Linked DNA regions of Mus musculus: all the other regions are linked to region 4. Evidence: chromatin contacts called from public ChIA-PET, HiCAR-type, HiChIP or PLAC-seq, Micro-C and promoter capture Hi-C data. All regions are on one chromosome and are shown on one strand. The core of a region is the stretch at or near the end of the contact, and the rest is flanking DNA. Distances in the headings are between cores, read along the strand shown.

Region 1 (3,479 bases), core at 798-3,297, 460 kb after region 4:
ACAAAACAATTTCTCTTAACAATTTCCTCATTTATAATTTTTAAAATCTAGAAGCAACATATTCCTCAGACTAGTGTTGATTCTCCTCCCTTGGTCTTTCCAGGTGTGAGCACCAAGCCCAGCTAACAGTATCTTTAAGGCATGTCAAGGGTCTGGGAAGGTGGCTCAATTTGTGTTTGCCTAGCATGCACTAAACTGTGGGTTTGACCCCTAGCACCCCATACCTGACGCGGTGCATCGTCACCACACACCTGTGAGCCTAGCACTTGGGTGGTATATCTAATAAAACATGGGAAGTAGGCCAGGACTTACTGGTACACTTCTGTAATCTCGGCACATGGGATGCGGACGGACGCAAGGATGCTCGAGTATGAGACAGCTGGATTATGCAATGAGACCTATTTCCCAGCCAAGAACAACAACAACAACAACAGCAATAACCCAAACCAAAGACCAAAAAAACCAAGAACAACAACAAAAAAATATTGCTTTTTCTTTGCTTTCCCAATTTAATTCTGGGGAGAATGAATCAAGTATGACAATGGGTTAGGCACTGTGCATAGTCATACACGCTTTTGATCTCAGCACTGCGAACACAGAGGCAGGGGGATCTCTATGAGTTTGAGGCAAGCACTGGAACTGAGTTCCAGGAAGCCAAGACTACACAGAAGACTGTTTCAAAAAAACTAAAACAAAATAAAAACAAACAAAACCCCAGACAGACAATGGGTTAAAAATGGCAAACAGTGACTACATTACGAGGAGAAAGGGTGGCTTAGTGGTCAAGGGTTCTTGCAGAGGACCGGAGTTCAACCAGACGCACCAACATCAGGCGGCTCATATCTGTCTGTTACTCCAGCTCAGGGGATGAAGCGCCCCTCAGGGCACTTGAACTTACACATACTCACCTACACGTACAAGATGAAGAATAGAAATAGTTGTGCAAACCATAAGCCAAAGCAGGGGGAATTAGCAACAGTTCTAATTAAGAGGTAAGATAGTAACAGCAGTGTCCCACTAACACATCCCAGGAGCCACAAGCCAAAATCTTGCTGTGTACTCCAAGCCGGCCTCAAATCTCAAATTCATTCATTCATTCTCTCTCTCCCTCCCCCGCCCCCCTCTCGTGTGAGTACACTGTAGCTGTACAGATGGTTGTGAGCCTTCATGTGTTTGCTGGGAACTGAATTTTTAGGACCCCTGCTTCTCCCGGTCGTCTCGGCTCACCAGGCCAACTCTACTTGCTCTTGTCTACTGTCCACTGTAGCTGTCTTTAGACACACCAGAAGAGGGTGTCAGACCTCATTATGGGTGGTTGTGAGCCACCATGTGGTTGCTGGGATTTAAGCCCAGAACCTTCAGAAGAGCAGTCAGCGCTCTTACTCGCTGAGCCATCTCGCCAGCCATGGCTTCAAATTCTTGATCCTTCTGCCTCACCCTTCTTGCCCCCAACAGGCTGGAATTATAGGCATGGGCCACCATGTCCAGTTTGGCCAGACACACTTTGAGCTTTGCTGAGCGCTTCACTTCAACCAGAGGTGGTTACCACCAAGTCCATCCACACATAAAGAAATGGAAGCTCAGGGCTGGAGAGATGGCTCAGTGGTTAAAAACACTGACTGCTTTTCCAGAGGTCCTGAGTTCAATTCCCTGCAGTTACATGGTGGTGCATGATTTAACATCTGAAAAGTAGAGAATTTGCAAGTACAAGTCCCTGAAATGATGGCTAATTGTAGTTTCAGTGGGGCAAAGCAAGTTATTCCTAGATAGCAAAAGTGTCTGTAATGGGATCTGATGCCCTCTTCTGGTATGTCTTAAGAGAGTGGTAGTGTACTCACATACATAAAATAAATATATCTTAAAAAAAAAAAAAAAACCAAAAACCTCAAAAACCCAGAGGCCTACAGAGGTTACCTATTGCTGAGCTTATTTACCATGCTGTGCCCAGGGACAGGCTGTCTCTCTGCAGCTTCCCTTTCTAGCAGAGTGGGCATTAAACACTAAAAGGTCCACACTGACTCTGCGGCTACTTTTTGCTTCTTGTCAAGTCCCCAGGGAGGAAACAGCTCACGCTGCTCATGTGGTTTATGACAGGTGCTGCTGACAAAGATTACTACTGACTGTTCCCACCCAACAACAACAAAAACCTTTTAAAAATAAAGTATAGGTTTTGTTCTCTGACACTCAGAAGGGCTTTGGGGCTAGAGAAACACTGTAGACTGCCTATTACATAACCAGGGGAGTGCTCGTATTCTAGAAAAAGATCTAATAAACTTTTCTACTACTTTTAAGTACCTCTGTCAATGTGCTTGCTTCAAACAATAAAAGAACCCTTGAACATTGGTTCTTCCTTCCGGTTTCATCACTGCTGACCCACTGTTACAGACGTGCTGAGGCACACCTGTAATGGGGAGTGCACAGCAGTCCCGGGTGCAGATCATCAGCTTCTGGGCACCAGAGCTCCTGGCTCTGGCCCGGAGGCAGTGGGACCTCTAGGAATTTGAAACCACAATTAGCCATCATTACAGGGACTTTTACTTGCAAATTCTTTGCTTTTCAGAATTATTGTGAAGGCTGGCTCAGTAAGGGGGATGCTTGCCTCTTAAGCATTAAGACCTGGGAGTTTGAATCCTCAGAATTCATGAAAAAGCCAGGGGCACACACTTGTCATCCCAGTGCTGGGGAGATAACTGCAGAGCTGGGCAGGTCCCTGGAGCTTGACAGACAACTAGCTTTGCCAATTGGTGATATTCTATACCACTGAGAAGCCCTGTCTCAAACAAACAGTTCAAGGTATCTGAGAAACAGCATCTGAGGTTGTAGTCTGACCTCCCAAGAGCCCTGTCTACACTCTCAGGACCCGCCGCCCACCCCCAGTTTGTCCTACTGTCCATCCTCCGGCTGTGCGTGCACCAAACAAACTTACTGTGATTTCAGAGTATTTGTAATGTAAGCATTAGCTTGCAAGCCACATGTGGTAGCACAATCCCAGCGTTCAGAAGCAGAGTTTGAGGTCAGCCTGGTCTATATAGTTGAGTTCCAAACAAGTCAAGGCTACAAAGTAAGACTTTGTTTCACCTATCTCCCCCAAAGAATTAGCTTTGTATATACACTCTGGAAGCCCACTGTCTTATAATATTAAAGCAATAGATATGCTGATAACTATAAAATCTTTGATATAGTTCCTTCATATTTCTAGTTTTATTAGATTTGACATGCATAAAATTAGTTTTGTGAAAATCCATTCCCTTCTGAAGAAGGAAGGGTTTCACTGAGCACCCTTGTCCTTGGCCGCTGGTGGTTGGAATGACTATGGTTCCTAGCGGTGGGCAGTTTAGGAAGCATTAGAAGGTGTGTCTGGAGGAGGGCTTGCCTCCCTCTCTGCCTGCCTACCACCTGCATAGAGGCGAGGGGAGGAGTCAGTGGCTCAGTAAGCTCCACACTGTGGTTCCAGGCCACGCCTACTACCATGAGAGGAA
Region 2 (3,386 bases), core at 751-3,250, 430 kb after region 4:
GCATCCTATCATGGCTTGTGGAGTTTCACTTGCTATGTCATGGGTGACACCACCTTGATCTGCTGGGCTTCTGCGGGTGAAGTGACTCTTGTCCCCTTTGATAGTAATACACGTTTTGTGGGAAATGCTTTGAGGCTATGAAAATGTCCTGCTTCTCATGGAAGCCCTAATTTGTTTATTAATAGCAGTGTAGACTCATGGACTGGGCTTACCCACAGCTCTCAGACCCTCATTTGTTAATATCCTCATCTGTTCAGATATCAGCCCCTCTTTGATAGAGCCCGTTTAGCGGTGTCTCTGGCACATCCCAATTTTCCCAAGGGTTGTCCTATGCTTGTTTGTACAGTGTTTGTCTTGGGTCTGGGATCAAACACTGCTCTAAGAAGTCTTGGACCCTTTCAGTGCCAAAGAGTATTTAGAAAGCAACCTGGAGCCAGGCGTGGTGGCGCACGCCTTTAATCCCAGCACTAGGGAGGCAGAGGCAGGCGGATTTCTGAGTTCGAGGCCGGCCTGGTCTACAAAGTGAGTTCCAGGACAGCCAGGACTACACAGAGAAACCCTGTCTCGAAAAACAAACAAATAAATAAATTAAATAAAGTAAAATAAAACTCTCCACCTGGGGTGTGGGACACACCTTTAATCCCAGCACTTGGGAGGCAGAGGCAGGAGGATTTCTGAGTTCGAGGCCAGCCTGGTCTACAAGAGTGAGTTCCAGGACAGCCAGGGTTACACAGAGAAACCCTGTCTCAAAAAAAACAAATAAAAATTAAAAAAAAAAAACAGAAGAAGAGGAAGAAAAGGAAGAGGAAGAAGAGGAAGAAGAAGAAGGAAGAAGAAATAGGAAACCCCCTTGGGCATGTTCCCTGCTGTTGGTGTGTCAGAGCTTCCTCACCTGCTTCTTCAGAGGATTGTCAGACTTGCTTCTGAAAGGATGTGTGTGTGCAAAAGTGTGTGAATATGTGTATATATGTGAGTGTAAATGTGTGAGTGAGTGTGTGAGAGTGTGTATGTGTGAGTGTATGTATACGTGTGAATGTGTATTATGTGTGAGAGTATGTAAGTGTATGTGTGTGAGTGTGTGTATGTGTGTGAGTGTGTGTGTATGAGCGTGTATGAGTATATACGTGTGAGTGTATGAGTGTGTCAAGCGCGCGCGCGCGCGTGTGTGTGTGTGTGTGTGTGTGTGTGTGTGTGTGTGTTGGAGGCTGAACACAAGGCCTCATGCATGTGTGTATCCTCATGTCGTATTTGTATTTGGGTCGGACCCGAATGAATGATTTTGAGAATGAGACTGTAATCAGGAAGGCAGGGCGGGGCTCTTGTCTGACAGTGGTCCTTCCAGCAGAAGAAGCAACAGGCTACACATTCCCACCATGTGTCCCCTCAGCTCCCAGGAATGTGGGCCACAGCAGTCAGAGCAGAGGAGAGTTGTCGTTCCAGAAAGTCGAGAAGAGAGATGTGGTGGATGACTGACTGGCTGCCCTGCCAGCCGGTTGCAAATTATTCATGGGGCAGGACATGAGCCTGTGGAAAGAGCCAGGCCTGTGATCTTGAGGGAGTTCTGTCTGGCCTTGCGTCACTCTAGGACCATCTGTGAATGACAAGTGACACGGGGCAGTAGGAACGATGGTGGCCTCAATGTCTTTTCGATCACCGTATATACATTTATGCAGCAAGGCCGACAGACCATCAAACACAAAGGCATCCGTGAGCCGTGAGGGGACTGAGGCCCAGCCCAGGAAAGGCTGGTACCTAAGGACCAGGGAACACCTTGCCCTCCACTTATCTTGAAAGAAAACAGAGAGGCAGGACACTGCGGGATGTCCAGGGTGGAGGCAGGGGCCAGAACACCGGTCATTTCCCTTGCAAAAGTGAGATTCAAATGTTAATGGTATCAGAGCGCAGGGAGGCATCTGGGCACACATGTGCCCTGGGAGGCTCCCCACCCCTACCTCTGCCTGGGGTGGGGGTGTGACACGTGAGTCACAGGGTTGGCAAAGGAAAAGCACTGGGCGGGGCTTCTTTCTGGCTCCTCCTCTTCCTCTAGGTCTGAGCTCCCAATCCCTGGGCTGGTTATTTTCCAGGTTGTTGCTGGGGCCAGAAATGATTGTGGGCTTTGGGCCAACTCTAGACTCTGCATGTCTCCAGGACCTTCTTGGGGGCCCAGTTGCGGAGGCCGAGATGGTCACTTGGCTTCCGTGAGCACATGAATTAGTAATGGCCACCGATCCTGCTGGCCCTGTGCCCTCTTTCCAGAGTAAGGTGGTAATCTGAACTCAGACGCTCATGCCCCCAGACTCCACTCTACATTGGTGGGGCCACCAAATACCTCCCCTCTCCCTCAAAACGAACAGAAATGCAAACAGGGGCTTCATCAAACTCTGAGCATTGACTGTTCATATGGTCACCTGTTATAGTGGTTCCTGGACCGGAAATGTCTGGAAATTATCCCGGAAGTCTCTCAGGACACCTTTACTGGCATGCAAAGTGGGTTTTTTGTTTTGTTTTGGTTTTTTGTTTTGTTTTGGTTTGGTTTGGTTTGGTTTGGTTTGGTTTTGGACAGGGCCTCCCTCTCCTCGCCGGAAGTGATCAGGTCTATGTTAGGCCCTCTCTGAAGTCAGGTGCTAGGGGCGTACTAACCAAGCTGGCCTGGAAGAAGAGAGGATTCTGGGAAAGATGGCAGGGGCTTCACTCCAGCACCTGAGATGATGATATGCGTCTGACCCGGGACTGCAAGCAGCTCCTCTCCCCTTTCTGGGCAGGGGATTTGCCCCATCCCTCCCCCTGGATACACCTTGTAATCCCTACTCCTGCAACAGCTTTGGATGTCCCTTGGAGTCCCAGGCTATCTCTAAACCTACAGCTACCCTTAGGTACCAAAACGTGTTTTTCCTAGGAGCCCTTGTAATTCTCCCCAAGCAGATAGAGCATCCTTACATGACCACATCGCACACTGAAGATAAATGCCCTCAGGAATTAGGCCCTGGGTGAGGGAATGGAGAGGCCAGAGTGGAAGGGAAACTCTGAGGTGGGGGTGGGGCACATCCTAGGTGGAGAGAGTGAGATATGGGGGCAGCCTGAAACACTGAGAAAGTGGGGTACAAATTGGGCAGACCCAAGACCTTGTGCATGGAAGACAAATGTCCCACCTTCGGGCTGCACCCCAGCCTTTTTGATTGCCCTGAGGGTGACATTGTGGGGGGGGGGGGGTGCTTTAAAACCCAATTAGTGAGATTAATTATCTTCAGGCCTGGAAAGCAAGTTGTTGGGAAGCAGGCTGGACCTGCCTTCCTCACGTGCTGTCCGGCTGTCTCCTCACATTCACCTACTGGATCTTGGACTTCAAGCCTGCAGAACTACAGTTCAAACCAGACCTCTCGGGTTGG
Region 3 (3,561 bases), core at 368-2,867, 410 kb after region 4:
CCCTAAAGAAAACAAGTGGAGGATGAAAGGTGGGCTCGGTTTACTGGGTTTCTTAGAAGGCTTGATTGACCTCGGAACAGAAATCTAGAAACATGATGCCCAAGGTTTGTCTAGGCAGAGGGTGATGCAGGCTAGACTGACTGTGCACGGAGTCTCAGGGCGGACGTGTAACACAGGTACCTGGCTCAGTGTGAAAACTGGACTCTTAGTCCTCAGGAGGTTAGCCAGCAGGAAACCTAGAAGGCCCTGTCCTAACTATCTCTGACAGAGACGGCGCCCAATAGGGCACCCGCCCCCCATCTCTGTCCCTAATCTCCTAATCAGAATTGCATCCCTTGCGCTAGCAGATCTTTCTACTTAGTGTAGGGGTGCCAAGGATGAAGGAAGGGCTCAGCCTGTAGGGCTCCGCAGAACTGAGCGATCCCTGATGCCTGGGCTGCATCGCCACTGCCGGTAACTATTGGATACACCGACTAGTAAAACATCCGAGACATGTTCCGGGGGCAGGATTCTGGGGACCTGGGAGCAGCCCTTGCTAACCGAATTGGTTCGGACTCAGAACTGGTATCCGCTTGCTCCAGGCCGGAGGATACAGAAGGAAGGCAAGCTGAGTTCTTGGACCAGCTTTTCCCAGGGGACTGGGCGGGGCAGGCTCCGGGCCACGGAAGCGATAACCAACCTGCAGTGAAACCCTGAGAAGGGGCTGGAGAAACCAGCTCGACGCAGGAACGCTCCCCAGCCCGCGTCGCGGCCAGCCTCCCGGCCTTGCACTTCCTCCCAGGCCCAACAGGGCGGCGAAACTCCCGGGACCCCAGCCGAATTCCTCCGGGAGGCGACATTAGGGCGGGCAGCATCAGGCACCGAGCCAAACCCAACCTAGGCTCAAAATGCCCCCCGCTTTCTTCCCGCCCCGGGAACCGCACTGGATGCGGTGCACATGGTACTGAGGGCCCCGTCCCCTGGCACCTCGCCGGCATCCCCGCCAAAAGGCCAAGGAAGTCAGGAATTCACAGTGCCGCGTCATCCCCGAAGGCCACAGCCACGACGTGGCCTCTGCTTGCCCCTCCGGCCGCCCACAAAACTGGGTGCTAGAACTGTTGGCCCTCCGGCACCCGCTCCACCTTCTCCCTGGCCCAGCACTGGCTCCGCCCGGCCCCGCCCCGCACACTCACCTGCGCCGGCTCCGGGCTGGGCTCACCGCCGCCTCCCAGCTCTGCTCCGAGTCCACACCCGAGGAACTAGGCAAAAAAAGGGCCCTCGTTTGGAGCGGGCCCAATGGACAGAACTTGAGGCGTGCCCAGGTTGAGCCGAGAGCGGCGCCCCAAATCACCAGGACCTTGGCGGGAGGAGGTGGCGCCGGAGCGCGGAGCCCAGCGGGGGAACAAAGAGGAGCCGGGATGGGGCCGCGCGCTTCCTGGGTGTCGGGTGACAGGTCTGCAGGGGAAGGCCCCGGCCGAGCCACCTGAGGAGGAGCCTCTTCCACGCAGCAGGCGGGGTAGGGCTGAATGGTCACCGAGCCCCAGAGGCAGACGAAAGGGGTGCACCAGGTGTGACGATCGTGTTCAAGGAAGGAGGCTAGCAGGCTCCGGCGCCGAGACCCGGGGGCTCGACGGAGTGCAGAGATAATGACTCCGGGAGGGTTTTACCGCCCCCAGCGCCCCGCCCGCCCCCCGCGCCGCGCCATTGGCTCAGGTGCTGTGGGGCGGGGGAGGGACGGGAGGCGGACCGAAGATGATTCACCTTGAATGTTGCTCCGGTTGGTGCGCGTCGTAGGGCACGCCCGACCGGGACTGCGGATACGTCGCGAGCCCCGCCTGTTCGCCGAACCCAGCTGGGTTTGGCCCCTAAGGGGTCCCGCTGCCCACTCGCTGTTCTAGCCTCCTACCTTGGGCTGGGGTGCCGCCGGCCGAGGTGTGCCCCGATGCCCTACCATCCCACCTCCCTCTGAACCCCTTGCTAGCCAAGGTGTGTGTAGCACAGCAAACTTGGAAATCCGACTCTGGGCTGGGGGAGGGGAAGTGCGTTTGGAGGCCAGGAGTACTGTGGGACCACACTAGACGGTACTCTGCAGCCGGAGAACTGGCCACAGTCTGTTCTGCCTCGGTGGGAGCACCCTGGCCCGAAGGTAGAGAGTTGGAGTGGGCACCAGAGGCTCGCCACTCGTCCTAACCCACCTTTGCCTAGCCCTGAAGCCTCACAGGTGTCTGGCCGCCGCCGCCGCAGGGAACAAAGACCGCCTGTCCCGGAAGGGGGAGGGGAAGGGAAGCCACCCCCAGACCCCTTCCCATCTCCCTTCCTGCCCCTCCACTGCCGCAGTGGCTCCCCCGGGAGGGGGCGGGGCCATCTGGAACGAGGACGGGGATTAGATCCCTCGGAACCTTCTTAGCTAGGATGCCACCCCGGAGCCTCTGGGGAGGAGCAGAGTTAAGGTACACCCTAGCTGTCTCGTTTGAAGTGGCCTCTTCCTTCTCCCCAGCATCCTGAGACCAGAGAGTGCGCACATCCCCCTCCCCTGCTTTGAGCGCCCTCCCATTCCCTGCCGCGCCCGGCTGCCCCAGACGGCAACCACAGTTCAAAACCAGATTAAAATAAAACGTTAATCCGCCTTCCTCCCTTTTAGCTCCTAGTTCTCCCAATGAATCCGGGCAGGTCTGACCGCCTAGAAGCCTCTAAAACCGGGTGTGGGGGTGGGGTGGGGCTTAGCTGATGTTCCCACCAAACTAAAGGGCCCTTGCGCTGAGACTGAAAACCTTGAGCTCAAGCGAAGTAAATGGATTAGGGGAACCGAGCCCCTGGATTCCTCCCTCCCCTGCTGTCTGCCAGGGTCCGAGAATGACGCTGCAGATACGAACCCTTCTAGATACTCAGCTCCTGGGCAAGACCTGCTTCAGCCATGGATGTTACAGACAGATGGCTCCGGAGGCAAGACCCACCCCAAGGCAGGAAGGCCAGGACCCGCTTGTCCCTCTCCCAGCACAGTTGGGGATGGGACGTGATGCACCAGAACCGAACAGGAAGAGCAGGGCACGACCCGACAGACCTCAGGGGGGTGTGGTGACTCTACATTAACCCTCCCTGTCCCGCCTCCTTCCCTTTCCATCCCTGTGGCCCTGAACCTCACTGCCGGCCGGCATCTCCACTCACGCCCTACCTGGTCCCTAGGCCTGTCCGGCACCAGGCGGTCACAGCTCTGTGTGCTCGGACGCGCAGGCCACACCGGCTGCGAGTGACCCCCTAGTCCTGCCGCGCCCCTTTATAGCGTACGCCCCGCCCCCCCGCGCCTCGCCTGGGCCCATTCACCTGCTGTCGAGAACCAGACACCGCAGAACGGAAAGCTAGCCGCTCGGCTGCGGGGTCCCGCCGTCGGACTCGAAGGGCGGGGGCGCGGGTGAGATGGATCCGGTTTCTACCTTTCTTAAATGCTCTGTTGAAAGTCGAGACAGCCCCCGCCCAAGAGCCAGCGTCGCTTGCTGCCCGCGCAGCTCCCTTCTCACCCTGAGACCCCCCAGCCTCACTCTAGGAGGGGCCGTGAAATTGCACCCGCAAGGTCCTCATACATAT
Region 4 (3,214 bases), core at 502-3,001:
AAAATTTAAAGAATGTGCAACTAAAATAATTTTTAAGCTTATGCATATGTGTGTGTCTGTAGGACAAGAGGGTGTCACACCCCCTGGAGCTGGAGTTGCAGGTGGTTGTGAGTTGCCCAATGTAGTTGTTGGGAACAAATTACAGCAAGGGCTCATAAATTTTGAGCCAACTCTCAAATCCCTAGAAAGTATGGTGTTGTCTCCTACTTTTTAGTCTAACTTCCTTCCTCCCTCTTTCTGTAATGTATATGTGTGCTCTAACTGCTTGTACATCTGCAGGTCAGAAGAGGGCATCAGATCACCACTATAGTTGGTTGTGAGCCACCATGTGGTTGCTGGGACTTGAACTCCAGACCTCTGGAAGAGCAGCAGATGCTCTTAACTGATAAGCCATCTTGATGTTGTTATATGCCCCTTCCCCTTCCCCGCCAGGGTATCTCTGTGTAGTCCTGGCTGTCCTGGAAATTGCTCTGTAGACCAGGCTGCCTGCCTCTGCCTCCCAAGTGCTGGGATTAAAGGCTTATGCCACCACCGCCTGGCTTTTAGTCTGATTTTTAAAATTATAAGCATTTATTTCCTTTTATCATTAAAAGACTATTGGAGAACTCTTCTTAAAAGAAAAAAAATTCTATCATCAGTAGAACATTACTTTCAGGTAAGTTTCTTCTTTTTGTGACAGGCTTTGGCTAAGCAGTCAAAGCTAACCTCAACACATTTCTGATTCTCAGGTCTCTGTCTCCTGAGTGTTGGGCTTACCACTATGACCAAATGGTACGCAATTTTATTTTATTTTTGTTATTAAAAATAAAACTGGCAGCTGGTGATCTGGTCAAAAGTTAATTGAATTTGTTGCTCATTTAGAGGGCCCAGGGTAGATTCCCAGTTCTTTTCTGGTCCTTTAATTACATGTGTGCGGTAGAATTAACTTTTTTTTTTTTTTTTTTAAAGACAGGGCCTTGCTTCATAGCTCAGCTGGCCTCGAACTATTATCACTGGTGACGCATACACTTCAGATGTTCAAATTATTACTGCGTACTCCACCATACCCTGACGAGATTTCTTTCTTTGGGGATTTGATTTTAGTTACTTAATTCAAGAGTACGCCAGAAAGCATGACAGCAGGAAATGGCTTATTTCTTTTCTTCTAGAAACCAACCCACTGAAGAAAGGCTCGGAACGGAATGGAGAAACCCCATGCCTTCTAGCCTGGAGCCGGAATTCATCTCACCTGACCTGCCGCTTTTCCTTTAAAGGCCGCCCACGTGATAGCACACATGCGCACACTCCGGAGGAAATTCACGCCGTCAGGGGAGCGAGTCATTCTTGCCCCCCACTTTCCCTGGGGTTTCTGGCATTCCTTTCCGGAAACCACAACCCCTCTGGAGACATTCTCCTCATCTATTCCGTCGCGTCATCCGTTTTTATACTTTTCTGTTAGTCGCTGTCCTGGGAGTTCCCTCTCCATCAAAAACTACTTTCCGGAGGAGGGACGAAAGGACTACAACTCCCAGGGGACTCTGCGGCCTATCCCCCACCCACCCCCCCGCGAGGCGAGCGCAGTGCAAGTTGGTTGCTGAGGTCCCACGGTCTTCTAGTCGCGTGCAACCCGGAGCAAGCGCACTACAGGTTCTGTGGCGCCTCGCGCGTGAGTCAGACAGGGGTGGGGCGAGGCTCGAGAGGCCGGGCTGGCGGCGAGCGAGCGGGCGGGCGGAGGAAGGGGGTGGGAGCGGAGGCGATGGAGGGGAGGAGTGGGGGTATGGGGGAGGGAAGGGGAAGGGAGGCGGGAGGCGGGGCCGAGTGGGAGCTGGTGCGAGAGTCAGAGTCGGCGGTTGCAGTGGAGGCGGTGATGTCGGTGCAGGTTGTGTCAGCAGCGGCAGCCGCCAAGGTGCCTGAGGTGGAGCTGAAGGATCTGAGCCCCTCCGAGGCGGAGCCCCAGTTGGGACTGAGCGCGGCGGCCGTGGGCGCCATGGTACCCCCAGCGGGTGGCGGGGACCCAGAGGCTCCAGCTCCGGCTCCCGCGGCGGAGCGGCCCCCGGCCCCCGGCCCGGGCTCGGGGCCCACCGCGGCTCTGAGCCCTGCGGCCGGGAAGGTCCCTCAAGCGTCCGCCATGAAGCGGAGCGACCCTCATCACCAGCACCAGCGGCATCGCGACGGCGGCGAGGCCTTGGTCAGCCCCGACGGCACGGTCACCGAGGCGCCGCGCACGGTCAAGAAGGTACTGGGGTCGGGCTGCCTCGCTTCTCGGAGAGGCGGGGAGGGCGGGCACGGGAGTGGCGGCCCTTCAGGGCACGGCGGCACCCGGTTCCACACCCTCTAGATCGTGGAGCCGAGAGTCTTCTCCCACCCTTGAACCCGCTCTTAGAGCGGCCGCCACCCGGTGCTCCGCTGCGAAGCGAAGCCTCTAGGTACCACGGGCGTACTTTACTAATAACATGGAGGTAGCGCCCTTCACTACTACTTGAACGAGGCAGGGGGAGGAGAAGCACCTACTACTACACCCGGCGCCTCCAGCACACTCCCGCGTGTAATTTTCCGGACTGTTCGGTGGCATAGAAAAACCTTCCCTCCAGCGATAAGGATAGCAAGATCTTTTTCCTTGGAGAACGAGGAAGCTGTAGTTAGCTCTCTCTCATGAGAGCTCGGGAAACCCTCTGAGTTGCCTGGCTTCTGTACAGATGATGACTTTCTGCCTTTCTGTGGCCAACAGCTCTCCACAGGGTAGTACTGATCTGTGCCCTTCCTTTCTAGCCATTGCAATTCTCTTGTACTGCGATTGTAGACCGGTAATGGAAAGATGCTTCATTCACCCTGAAGAGGGCTGGTCTCTAGGATTACCAGATTGTACCTGAAGAGAATGCTTATTTTATTCATATCTTTATCGTGAGCAGAAAGTGTTAGGAAGAAATGCTTGCTACTTTGAGGAAAGTAATCGTTTGGGGCTGTCGGCTTCCTTCATAAATAGAAACGTGTAATGATGGTACCCCCGAATTATTTATATATTGGCTATACCCTTTACCCACTCCCCTCGTTTTTTCTCCCATTTATTGATGTCAGCACAAGAGGTAAAAGACAAGATCTGTGGATCATCTAAAAAAAAATGTGGCTTTCATTTCTTGGGAACAGTATGAACACAATGATTTACGTTTTTTCCCATTATAATGGGTGCATTTTGTTCCGTCAGAACAACAGTAAAAAAAGATATGAAGTGTACATT
Region 5 (3,288 bases), core at 584-3,083, 500 kb before region 4:
TGATTTATATAGCTGGTGGGCTGGCTATACTGATGGGCTATACTGATGGGCTTTCTCAGTCCTCTGCCACTGTGAACAGTGCTGGAGTCCTTACTCCACAGGAGGGAGTTTACCTGAGGGATGACTCCCAGAAGTGGAATTCTGGGTAAAGGGGGCACAGACACTTTACCCAGTGTCTGTATTTACACTTTTCAGTATAATCATAAACTGAACTGATATGAGTTGCTCAGAACACTGATTTCCACCTCCTGTGCTTGCCAGCACGTCTCTCTTCTTCTAGGTACATCCCCCACCCTCTGTGACAGATGCGATGTCCTGAAAAGTAGGGGAAAGGTCACAGCGGAAGTTTGCTTCCTCCCTTTAATTCCGTTTAGTTTAGAGGCGAGGGCTTCTCCCACACATCGAATTGGCTCTCCCAAGGGTTCATTGACTCATCCTGGAAGTCATGAGAACGCACACCAACCCCCCCCCTCCTTGTAGTAACTATCGTGTTCACTTAGACCTGCCCCTAATTCTTGAGGGCTTTCCCCACTTGAGGGCTTGTCCCAGGAATCTTTTCTGAGATTCCCCCTTTGGGTCAGCACCTCTCCTTTGCGTTGGTTGGAGCCGGCAGGTGACTGGTAAGGCAGGTCAGTTTCCAGGTATGAAATCTAGACCATGACCTCCTCCCTCTCTAGTTCAAGCAAAAGGCAACTTTAAAAGAAAATAGCTTATTTTTAAAGAAAAAAAAATAATCTAAAATCCAATGCCCTCCCGGGGTACCGGAGCCACTGAAGGCAAGGCGATCCGTCCAAACGCCGTAAAAAGCCGAGACCAAAGCCAGGACAAATATTTTACTTTCATTCGGGAGGGCTCGAGAACAGTCGCAGGTACACTACAAGAACCTGACTCAAAAAACAAAGGAAGGAAGGGAGGGAGGGAGGGAGGGAGGGAGGGGGAGAGAGAGAGAGAGAGAGAGAGAGAGAGAGAGAGAGAGAGAGAGAGAGAGAGAGAGAGAGAGAGAGAGAAGAGAAGAGAAGAGGAGAAAAGGAAGAGAAGAGAGGAGAGGAGAGGAGAGGAGAGGAGAGGAGAGGAGAGGAGAGGAGAGGAGAGGAGAGGAGAGGAGAGGAGAGGAGAGGAGAGGAGAAAAGGAAGAGAAGAGAGGAGAGGAGAGGAGAGGAGAGGAGAAAAGGAAGAGGAGAGGAGAGGAGAGGAGAGGAGAGGAGAGGAGAGGAGAAGAGAAGAGAAGAGAAGAGAAGAGAAGAGAAGAGAAGAGAAGAGAAGAGAAGAGAAGAGAAGAGAAGAGAAGAGAAGAGAAGAGAAGAGAAGAGAAGAGAAGAGAAGAAAAGAAAAGAAGGGCTGGTGAGATGGCTCAGTGGGTAAGAGCACCCGACTGCTCTTCCGAAGGTCCAGAGTTCAAATCCCAGCAACCACATGGTGGCTCACAACCATCCGTAACAAGATCTGACTCCCTCTTCTGGTGTGTCTGAAGACAGCTACAGTGTACTTACATATAATAATAAATAAATCTTTAAAAAAAAAAAAAAAAGAAAAGAAAAGGAGGGCGGAAGGAAGGAACTCCTGCGGGGCCTTCCCACACTGCCCGGGCGTCACTTCAAGTACTGCATCCAGCAATGGGGGAGGGGGTAAAGGCGCCTTTTGGCTCCTGATCTTCTAGAAGGCGGCCGGTGAGGCTGAACCTCATGCTGTTCACTCTGGACTGCAGTGAATCAACCGCGAGCCGCGTGCTTTCCGTGACTCCCCGAGAACTCTGCGGCGACGCTGCTGACGCAGGGCTGGATGGCCAGCGGACGTGCCCCAGGGCGAGCTCGTGCAGGTTCGGTACGCGTGCGCAGTCTCCGAGGAGCCTCGCCCAGAAGGGGCGGGGCTTTGGGAGGTCCGTTTGTCTTTGGGGCTTATTTCTATCCAGAGCAGTGCCTGCGTGGAGCTTCCACGTTGCGACTCAGCCGACCTTCTTCCTTACTCCTGCACGACCTGGTGTGACTGTGAGCAGCCGTCTCTCAACTTTTCCTTCTGAGGTAACTGGCCCAGGACCCCCCAGGCCGGAGGCCGAGACATGGATCCCTTGTCCCATCGGTCGGGCTACTTGCGTTCGAGTCAGGGCTTTGCCTCCACCGGCTCTCTCTGCGTCGCCCAATCTATGAACTCCATGGGCCACCTTTGTTTGCCCACCAGGTTTCACCAAAGTACCTTAGCCTTCCCTTCCTGTCACCGCTTTAGAGTGTTGTGTAGTAACTGCCCCTTTGAAGGCTGAGTTCTTGTCTGTAGGACGACCATGTGGCCCAGAGTACCTTTCAGAGTGCCTGAGCTATTTAAAAGCATTCAAAGATGTTTGGATAAATTAACTAGATTTGACTCTTTGCTATTTTCTGTTTGCTACTTTTTGTTTTGTGGTACTCCGAATTGAACCTAGAATCTTGTATGTGCTAGATACAGCTTATACCACTCACTGGGGTGCATTACCTACCAGCCCCTTATGTTTACTTTTGAGACAAGGCTTCACTAAATCTTCCAAATTAGCTTTGCATTCTCTATAGCTCGGGCAAACCTTAAACATGCATTCCTTCTGCCTCAGCCTCCTTCATAGCTGGGATTACAGGCTTTTGTCACCCTTATCGTTTATATTGACGATATTATATTCAAGAAGTTTATAAATCCCCTGGAGGTGGTGGTGGCGGCGCGGCGGTGGCGGCCCGCGGAGGCCCGCGGACACCTTTAATCGCAGCCCTTAAGAGGTAGAAGCATGGAGGATCTCCGTGAGTTCGAGGCCAGCCGTACAGAGCTAGTTCTAGGACAGCCTGAGCTACACAAAGAAACCATGTCTCTGGAGGCAAAAAAGTTTGTAATCAACTTGGATGTATGATACAGGAGAAACTTAGACAGGTTGTTTGCTCTAGGACATATCCCTATTTCTTATTCTTGGGGCACTATGCTAGGGTGGGCAAGCACTCTATATACCACTGAGTTATATTTCAGCTCACTTTTTTTTTTTTTTCGAGGCAGGGTTTCTCTATGTAGCCCTGGCTGTCCTGGAACGCACTCTGTAGACCAGACTAGCCTCTAACTCAGAAATCCTCCTGCCTCTGCCTCCCAAGTGCTGGGATTAAAGGCGTGCACCACCATTGCCCTGCTCCACATTTTACTTTTTGAGTCAGGGTCTCACTAAGTTGCCCATGATAGTTTTAACTCACTGTGTAACTCAAGTATGCACCACCAGCCACACCTATCATTTTCTTGTATTTTATATATATACATGAAATACACACACATATACATTCATGGAGGCAT
Region 6 (3,565 bases), core at 1,007-3,506, 500 kb after region 4:
CTACCAGAAAACACTGACAGAGCGTCCATCTGAAGGAGAAAGAGAGGGCTTTCCTCCATAGCAAGGCTCTAGTGCGGCCAGGCTAAGTGTATTCATATATACCAAGGAACAGGTGTCTGCCAGAAAAGGAAGAACTATTAGCATCAAAGGAAACATCAGGAAGGAGTGCTGGCAGGGGCCATGGCCACCAAGACCCCCGAGAGGAGAAGAGTGCTGGACATGCGCAGATTAATGAGATCACCTTACGCAGCTTCTGTGCCAGCTCTTTCTCAAATAACCCTCTGGCTGTGGCATCTGACTCCCTGCTATGTCTACCACAGACACACAAGACACTTGTCCACACTGACAAATACTGCCTTTCCAGTTTTAACTTTCAGATTTGTGAGATTTGTTCATCTAAGGCCAAAGAAATTACCTTGCCCTTAGTTCAAATTACATACTTATGTAAGAGATAAGGAAAATAAAGGATAGTTAGCATGAGAGGTCAGGATGTAAGACCCAAGTTCAATACCTGGGACCAACATGGTAGAAAAGGGGAACTGACTCCACAAGTTGTCCTCTGACCACCTCGTGCACACTGTGGCACAGTGGGAGGTTGGGAGGGGGTTTATGTGTGTGTGTCTGTCTACAAATATACACACAAGGGGAAGGAAGAAAAGAATCATTTGAGGTTAATCCAAATCAGATGACTATATCCATTTCTTCCCGATAGATCTCACAATGTAGACAGGCTTGCTTCAGTACAGTATTTACACCTTAGAAACCACTACAAACCACGGTTTCGCTTGCTCCAGGGCAGGTGGTCATCATTTACACACAGTCCGTGTTACTACTGCACAAAGTCTGCCATGAAGACGGCACTAAATGAAAATGTCCTTTGATATTTTCTTCTAGCTCCAGAGCATTCTTTTACCATCAGTAGATGATAGTCTAAACACTGTGAGATGGGGGCTGGAGAGATGGCTCAGGGGTACATAGCACAAACTGTTCTTCCAGAGGACCCTGCTTCAATTCCTAGCATCCACAGGGTAGCCCACAACAATCCCTAACTTCAGTCCTAAGGGATACAAATGCCAACTTCTGGCCTTTCAGGGCACTAGGCACTCAAGTGACACTTAGACAAACCCACACAGGCAAAACACCCTTACACATAAAATACTTAAAAATTTTTTTAAGCCTAAGATGTAAAAACTTATTTTATAGTTCTCAGAATTACAGAAGGGTGGTAATATGTCTTTAATCCCAGTACTCAAGAGACAGATCTCTGTCCAGGGCAGCCTGGTCTAAATAGCGAGTTCTAGTCCAGTGGGATAATGCAGAGAGACTCCAGTCTTGGAAAAAGAAAGAAAGGGAGAAAAAGTCATTGAATAAGAAGAAAACCTTTATGTCTTTCAATCCAGCTGTTGTATCATTTTTCTAGAATACCAACCAGAGATGATTATGTCCAAAAATTCCTACTTTCTCTGCATTAAAAGTAAATTGCAAGGCTGGGCATGGTGGCACATACCTTTAATTCCAATACTAGGGGAGACAGCGGCAGGTGGTTCTAAGTTCAAAGCCAGCCTGGTTTACCCATGGGGTTCCAGAATAGCCAGGACTACATAGAACCTGTCTCGAAAACAAAAACTAAAAGGAAATTACAAGAGCCTATTACAGGAATGTTCGTTCGCCTTTCACGCCAGCTGCACCACAGTAGAGTCAGAAGGTTTTCTGTAGGAACCCTGCTCTGAAAAGATCAACTCTGCCTTAACAGCTTCAACATTTCTAAAGTAAAATAGTTCTCTTGTTATGCAGATTACGGCGTAATCGCTGAAGAATAATCACGTTTGTTTGTTGGAGGCACCCGCTTAAGTATCTGCACAAGCCCAGTCTCCAAACCAAGGAGTATTTCCAAATACAAAAGAACTACTGGACTGCCTCTGGCTCAGCTGCCTCCTGAGGAGGGCAGGGCATGCCCTCTTTCCAGCCCACAGTCAGGCAAAGTCTCCATTAGAGCACTCCTGAGGTGTGGGCTACAGAGGTCAGAGTCCCCCAGTCCTTCCCCAACAAGTTTATTTCAAAAGTGAAGTCCCTTCTTTAGAACTCAGAATATAATTCCCCGTAACAAAGGTCAATGTAAACTGACGCTGGCATGTATCTGGCATGCACTTTCTCAATCTGAGATATTAATCCTCACCCACATCACTCTCTCTGCTAGAAAACCAATGTACTCAGAGTTCTGAACTGAGACACTAATGCCTCCCTCTATCACTGGAACCTCTATGCAAATGAAGCCCTTCTCTTTCAGATGGGAAGACAAAGGAAGAAAGATCAGAGCTATGTAATACATGGCACAGGGAGAAAAGGTCAGGGGGCAAATGACTTGAAAAGGGGAAGACCGATCTGCGTACAAAAATAACTGTGGCACTTGCATGACTTGGTAGTGGCATGCCTTGGATCCCAATATGTGGGAAGTGAAGGCAGCAGGAGTTCAAGGTCATCTTCAAGAGCAGTCTGGGCTACACGAGACCCTGTCTCAAAAAGGAGGGTAGGGTATACAGGGCTGGGAAGATGCTCAGTCTGGAAACAAGAAGACCAGATCCCTAGGCACCCTCAGAAAAGCATCTGACTCACCTCTGATTCCAGTACAGAGGAAGACAAGCTTATCTTTGTTTGGGAGGAAAATGAATTCTGGGGAGAAGCTGATAGATAAGCCTTGTATAAAGAGTAGCTCCAAGCTAGGTGTGCTGGTGCAAGCCTCTAACCCCAGCTCTGAGGAGACAAGACACAAGAATGTTTCAGTGAGTTTGACACCAGCCTGGAATCACACCAGGTTCTAGGTTAATCTGGCCTACATAGCAGAATTGTCAAGGAAAGAAAGGGAGGGGGGAAGGGGAAGGGGAAGGGAGGGGAAGGAGAGGAGGGAGGGGAGGGAAGGAAGGAAGGAAGAAAGGAAGGAAGGAAGGAGAAGAGAGAGAGAGAGAGAGAGAGAGAGAGAACAAGAGAGAGAAAACGAACCCCAGTGTGGTGGCATATATATTTAATCTTTGCAATGCCCATAAATTCAAAGCTTTAAAAGCAGGAAGAGGCAGGGAGGGAGAGAGGGAGGGAGGAGAGAGACAGACAGACAGACACAGACACAGACCCAAAACAGTATTGCCCTGGTAGCAAAAAGCAGAAGACTGGAAGGAAGCAAACAAGGCACAGAGAGTCCTCCACTGTGAGGCTGCTACAACAGGAGCATGAAGAAGAGTACAGACTGTGGAATAAATGCTTGCCTGTGGCTACCTGCATTCATTCAAGCCCTGGATTCCATAAGGGTGGAGAGAAAGACCCAACTTCACAATGTTGTTCTCTGTCCTTTTGCTATAGGGGCACGCGCACCACCGACCCCACAAATAATTTTTTAAAATTACTCAATATAAACCAAGTATACTTCCATATAAAATTGAAGTTTTAGAGTGCAAACTTTCAAAGTTGGGAAACACAAGGCCAAGCACAGTGGTACACATATTTAATCTCAGCACTTGAGAGGCAGAGGCAGGCATATCTCTGAGTTTAAGGCCATCTGGGTCTACACAGTGAG
Region 7 (3,647 bases), core at 527-3,026, 420 kb before region 4:
GAGCTAAGCGCATCATCAGATAATTTATCTGAGGGTTATACGGAAGGTTTTTTTTCACTTTGCTATAACCCATTCTCTGATGTTTCCATCAACGTAATTGAAAAGTAATTTTCTTTGTTCTATTACTATAAAAACTTCATCAAACTGTTACTACATTGGTACATGAAATCTGGGTTCCTAGTCATGGTCACTCACATTTGGCTCCATAATAAACTTTCTTTGAGATGAGAGTTGTATTTTGAGTTGGTGGTTTGGATGTTCCAAACAGTAATTGCACACTTTCCTTGTCTTAGGGCAAACTGATTTGCTTTATTGTCTTTCATGAACTTAGTCTTTGTTTTGACTGGACTTAAATTCTAGAGGCTTTGCTATTCATTTCATACATGTTGAAAATAAAGTAGCTCTCAGGCTGGTGAGATGGCTCAGTGGGTAAGAGCACCCGACTGCTCTTCCGAAGGTCCAGAGTTCAAATCCCAGCAACCACATGGTGGCTCACAATCATCCATAACAAGATCTGACTCCCTCTTCTGGAGTGTCTGAAGACAGCTACAGTGTATTTACATATAATAATAAATAAATCTTTAAAAAAAAGAAAGAAAATAAAGTAGCTCTCAATGAATACATGTTTTAATTTCATGGCATTGAGTAGGTGATGGGTTTACTAAGGTTATATAGTTCAGTGGTAGAATGGACAACTAGAATCCTGCACAGAGTCTGGGTTCAAACTCTCCTGTCCCCCGCCCCTCCAAACAAACAAACAAAAAAACAAATTGCTAATTTCCTATGTTTCTTTTAAATCAGGGGCCTTCAACGCAACGGGTTTCTTCCATTCAGTTTCTTCTATTCAGTTCACTTAGTATTGCTGAGAATTTCCTTGGACCTGGGCTGTAAGCTGGGAGCTCCTGATGTGTAAGTCAGGCAGATCTTATTTTGGCACTTGGTCTAATCGAAGACATAAGGACAAGCACCGTTATTAAACAATATCTGGCTGCGTACTGAAAATGCAAACTGCCAGGAAAGCACATGCGTATTATCTGTTTACTGACCAGGAAAGATTCCTAAAACTAACACCTTAACTGAGCACTGGCAACTTCACGACTACAGCTTCCCCTAAGACATTCCAGGATGACAACCTGTTTCATGACTGATGGCTTTCAGTAGCTGAAAAATCGAGAAAACATACTTCAGGCAGAGGAAGCCGCTTTGTGGACAAAGACCACATGGGTGTAAAATGTAAGGCTGTAAGGCTGTTAGGGGAGGCCGGGATCATGATGGTTTAGGCAGAGATGCGAAAGAGCATGGTGGGTGAGAATCGAAGCTGAAAGGTGCGTGTTGGCGGGGCGGAGAGCTGCTCAGTAGATCTGACTCTAGAGCCAGAAGTTGGGCTCATTCGCAGTGGGTGGTGACGTTACAGCGGGACTATTCCGGCCCCAGGGGCTTGGAGGCAGGAAGAAAGCCATCGGAATTACACTAGAAGCCTAGGGAATCAGGGTTGCCTGCCGTAAATGAGGTCGTTGCGGTCAGTGGGCCAAGGTCAGCGAGCCGCGCCCACACACCCAAGAGCAAGGAGCTGGGACTCAGAGTCCCCACGGGCTGGGCAACCCGAGCTGGGCGGGAATCCGGTCCACGCAACTCGGCGCGCTCGCGGGGACGTGGCGATTTCCAGCCAATCCCGGCCACGCGATTGTGAGACCAATGGCCGTACGAAGAAGCCATACGTCAGCAGTGATCGTGCCGGGGATTGGTGTGAAGACCCCCGACAAGTCGGATGGGGGCGGGGCCATTAACCACTTCCGGTTGGGCGGTGCTTGTGCGCGGGAGCTCACTCCCTGGGTGAGCCGCAGCCACGGTATCCTGCGGCGTGGAGCTCCCGGGAAAGGTAAGTTCTGTGGTGCTGGGTGGGTCCTGGTTCGCTCTTATTCTGTCCGTCGGCCCTGTTCCCCATTCGTAGTGGGTGTCCTCACTCCGGTCTCAGTGCACCGGGATGGGCCCGAGGCTCCACTCTGGCCCTCAGAGTGCGGTCCCCGACTTGCTGTCCCGCAGCTCTGCGGAAAGGGTTGTAGCTCCCGGGCCCTGCGCCCTCCTGGGCACCGTTTTTGTGCCTGGTTTCGCGCGTCCTTGATCTCCTCCCCGGGTTCCTCCACTCAGTGTCCCTGGGACTAGAGGGTCACTTTTGTTTGTTTCCTGAAGGTCGGAGAGAATTGGGTAGAGAGTTTTAGTATCCGCTCCCTGCCACCTCGCCGGACTCTTGGGAGCTGCCACCCCGCCCCAAGGCCACATCCCGAGAATTGAGTTGCAAGTGCCAAGAAAGAAAGTGTTAGCTGTCTTACAGGGTGTAGGAACATGGAGAACAAAACGATTGAAAACATAATGTCATTATTTTTAAAACTTCTTGTTAATTAGAAAAGAACGTCGCAGTTTTCTATGTTTGGCTGGATATTGTCATTAATGGAAATAGTTTTCACGTGTTAATTAGGGAGTTAATTACCTTTAAGTAATCACGGGTTTTTTGCTTGTCATTCCCAAGTGTTCTGATTTTTGATATGCTGTATACAGAAGTGAGCTTAATTTTAATTCGCGATAGTTGCTGTAATTAAGAGTGGTTTGCATTTTGTAAAGTTCCTTTTGCATGAGTGGGAAAGATCAGTGGATCTGCTAAGACTTTTGGTTCTTTGATCGAAATTCCTAAGCGTTCAAAGCCTTGGAACAGGGTTTTTTAAGAATTGCATTCACTTCCTGTCATGAACCATCAAGTCAGCATTAATAAGTTGGGAATGATAGCGCTCCAGTTTAATTTAACATGAAGGTAGAGTGACCTGGAGTGGCTGATAATTATTCTTTGCTATACCTGAAAGCTGACCCAGGAGAAGTATATATTTGACCTCATTCAGTTAGATTTAAGTATCGAGCAATAGTCACTGCTAAAGAACTTGTGTTCTTCTGTCCAAATGTGGGACCAGAGAGAACCTATTACTTGTGTGTAAGATACCTATTACTATTACTATGTCTGTCTGGTCCGACTATGAGTTTGGCAGTGTTTCAGGGGTCTCCAACAGGATATTTTGAAGATTCAAAAGGAATCATGAGCTCATAAAAAATATAAAGTATGTGTGTATTCTTCTCAATGTCATTCTCAATCATGGTTGGGCGCCATTCATATAGTGATATGTTAATTGATGTGTTATATCATTGCTTCAGTACAGGAGACTAATATGTTAGTATTAGCTTAATTTTTTTTTGTAACATAGATGTGCCAGGGATGTTTCCGGAATAGCCAGGAATAGTCATGGGAAATGCTTGATTAAGATCCTGGATTCTTTCTAAGTTCGAGGCCAGCCTGGTCTACAGAGTGAGTTCCAGGACAGCCAGGGCTATACAGAGAAACCCTGTCTCAAAAACCCAAAAAAAAAAAAAAAAAAAAAAAAATAATAATAATAATAATCCTGGATTCTCTCTGGGCGTGGTGGTGCACGCCTTTAATCCCCAGCACTTGGGAGGCAGAAGCAGGCGAATCTCTGAGTTCGAGGCCAGCCTGGTCTACAGAGTGAGTTCCAGCACAGCCAGGGCTACACAGAGAAACTCTGTCTCGAAAAACCAAAAAAAAAAAAAGGATCCTGGATTCTTTCTATATAAACTTGGTTTTTTTC

Evidence for each region. A called contact is a pair of places that touch in the nucleus more often than the background predicts. ChIA-PET counts read pairs in DNA pulled down with a chosen protein or histone mark. HiCAR-type assays count read pairs that join an accessible place to other places. HiChIP or PLAC-seq counts read pairs in DNA pulled down with a chosen protein or histone mark. Capture Hi-C pulls out chosen DNA fragments and counts their contacts.
Region 1: an RNA polymerase II ChIA-PET map of memory CD8 T cells shows a contact between it and region 4, with 8 read pairs. The contact joins the enhancer-like site here to the promoter of Ahcyl2 in region 4. A contact is called at or near these places in 8 of 39 promoter capture datasets (the 3T3-L1 cell line, 3T3-L1-derived adipocytes, the C10 cell line and 4 more), 13 of 484 Hi-C or Micro-C datasets (B cells, the G1E-ER4 cell line, the P5424 cell line and 5 more), 8 of 115 datasets of contacts at active chromatin or transcription factors (astrocytes, bone marrow-derived macrophages, embryonic limb bud and 5 more) and 1 of 9 other capture datasets (embryonic stem cells).
Region 2: a contact with region 4 is called in an H3K27ac HiChIP or PLAC-seq map of embryonic stem cells, with 3 times the contacts expected there. The contact joins the enhancer-like site here to the promoter of Ahcyl2 in region 4. A contact is called at or near these places in 9 of 39 promoter capture datasets (the 3T3-L1 cell line, the HPC-7 cell line, cranial neural crest and 5 more), 3 of 15 datasets of contacts at CTCF or cohesin (the NIH/3T3 cell line, embryonic stem cells and pro-B cells), 34 of 484 Hi-C or Micro-C datasets (the Ba/F3 cell line, CD4 T cells, CD8 T cells and 13 more), 28 of 115 datasets of contacts at active chromatin or transcription factors (the NIH/3T3 cell line, the SCID.adh cell line, T-cell acute lymphoblastic leukemia and 16 more) and 1 of 9 other capture datasets (embryonic stem cells).
Region 3: a contact with region 4 is called in a Micro-C map of embryonic stem cells, with 7 times the contacts expected there. The contact joins the promoter of Mirc35hg here to the promoter of Ahcyl2 in region 4. A contact is called at or near these places in 9 of 39 promoter capture datasets (the C10 cell line, cranial neural crest, embryonic stem cells and 4 more), 3 of 484 Hi-C or Micro-C datasets (embryonic stem cells, muscle stem cells and stem cell-derived neural progenitor cells), 10 of 115 datasets of contacts at active chromatin or transcription factors (embryonic forebrain, embryonic limb bud, embryonic stem cells and 4 more) and 1 of 9 other capture datasets (adipose tissue).
Region 5: a contact with region 4 is called in a promoter capture Hi-C map of liver. The contact joins the promoter of Hilpda here to the promoter of Ahcyl2 in region 4. A contact is called at or near these places in 3 of 39 promoter capture datasets (3T3-L1-derived adipocytes, hippocampal neurons and pre-B cells), 2 of 115 datasets of contacts at active chromatin or transcription factors (bone marrow-derived macrophages and memory CD8 T cells) and 1 of 9 other capture datasets (liver).
Region 6: a contact with region 4 is called in a HiCAR-type map of embryonic stem cells, with 4 times the contacts expected there. The contact joins the enhancer-like site here to the promoter of Ahcyl2 in region 4. A contact is called at or near these places in 3 of 39 promoter capture datasets (3T3-L1-derived adipocytes, maxillary cranial neural crest and second pharyngeal arch cranial neural crest), 9 of 115 datasets of contacts at active chromatin or transcription factors (bone marrow-derived macrophages, embryonic stem cells, large pre-B cells and 2 more) and 1 of 9 other capture datasets (embryonic stem cells).
Region 7: a promoter capture Hi-C map of adipose tissue shows a contact between it and region 4. The contact joins the promoter of Calu here to the promoter of Ahcyl2 in region 4. A contact is called at or near these places in 4 of 484 Hi-C or Micro-C datasets (CD4 T cells, embryonic stem cells and muscle stem cells), 1 of 115 datasets of contacts at active chromatin or transcription factors (memory CD8 T cells) and 2 of 9 other capture datasets (adipose tissue and liver).

The regions. Positions count from the first base shown.
Region 1 is chr6:30,225,139-30,228,617 of GRCm38.p6, forward strand. The region is part of intron 5 of Ube2h (ubiquitin-conjugating enzyme E2H); the gene reads right to left. Among named protein-coding and RNA genes, the nearest start is that of Gm31221, 49 kb to the left of the region's middle. Within about 2 kb of position 2,048, at least 48 of the 459 cell types and tissues checked have an H3K27ac peak or open chromatin away from gene starts, as enhancers often do. A contact at or near this core is called in B cells, the P5424 cell line, Th1 cells and 2 more, where this site is marked.
Region 2 is chr6:30,194,316-30,197,701 of GRCm38.p6, forward strand. No RefSeq gene overlaps it. Among named protein-coding and RNA genes, the nearest start is that of Gm31221, 18 kb to the left of the region's middle. Within about 2 kb of position 2,001, at least 8 of the 459 cell types and tissues checked have an H3K27ac peak or open chromatin away from gene starts, as enhancers often do. A contact at or near this core is called in embryonic stem cells, where this site is marked.
Region 3 is chr6:30,172,508-30,176,068 of GRCm38.p6, forward strand. Mirc35hg (microRNA cluster 35, host gene) reads right to left here and starts at 1,618. Exons shown (of 2, transcript NR_126540.1): 1 at 1,173-1,618.
Region 4 is chr6:29,766,692-29,769,905 of GRCm38.p6, forward strand. Ahcyl2 (S-adenosylhomocysteine hydrolase-like 2) reads left to right here and starts at 1,752. Exons shown (of 17, transcript NM_001171000.2): 1 at 1,752-2,215. The coding sequence starts at 1,847.
Region 5 is chr6:29,270,793-29,274,080 of GRCm38.p6, forward strand. It overlaps Hilpda (hypoxia inducible lipid droplet associated), which reads left to right and starts at 1,834. Exons shown (of 2, transcript NM_023516.5): 1 at 1,834-2,018.
Region 6 is chr6:30,270,760-30,274,324 of GRCm38.p6, forward strand. The region is part of intron 1 of Ube2h (ubiquitin-conjugating enzyme E2H); the gene reads right to left. Among named protein-coding and RNA genes, the nearest start is that of Ube2h, 32 kb to the right of the region's middle. Within about 2 kb of position 2,257, at least 17 of the 459 cell types and tissues checked have an H3K27ac peak or open chromatin away from gene starts, as enhancers often do. A contact at or near this core is called in embryonic stem cells, where this site is marked.
Region 7 is chr6:29,346,330-29,349,976 of GRCm38.p6, forward strand. It overlaps Calu (calumenin), which reads left to right and starts at 1,777. Exons shown (of 7, transcript NM_007594.4): 1 at 1,777-1,879.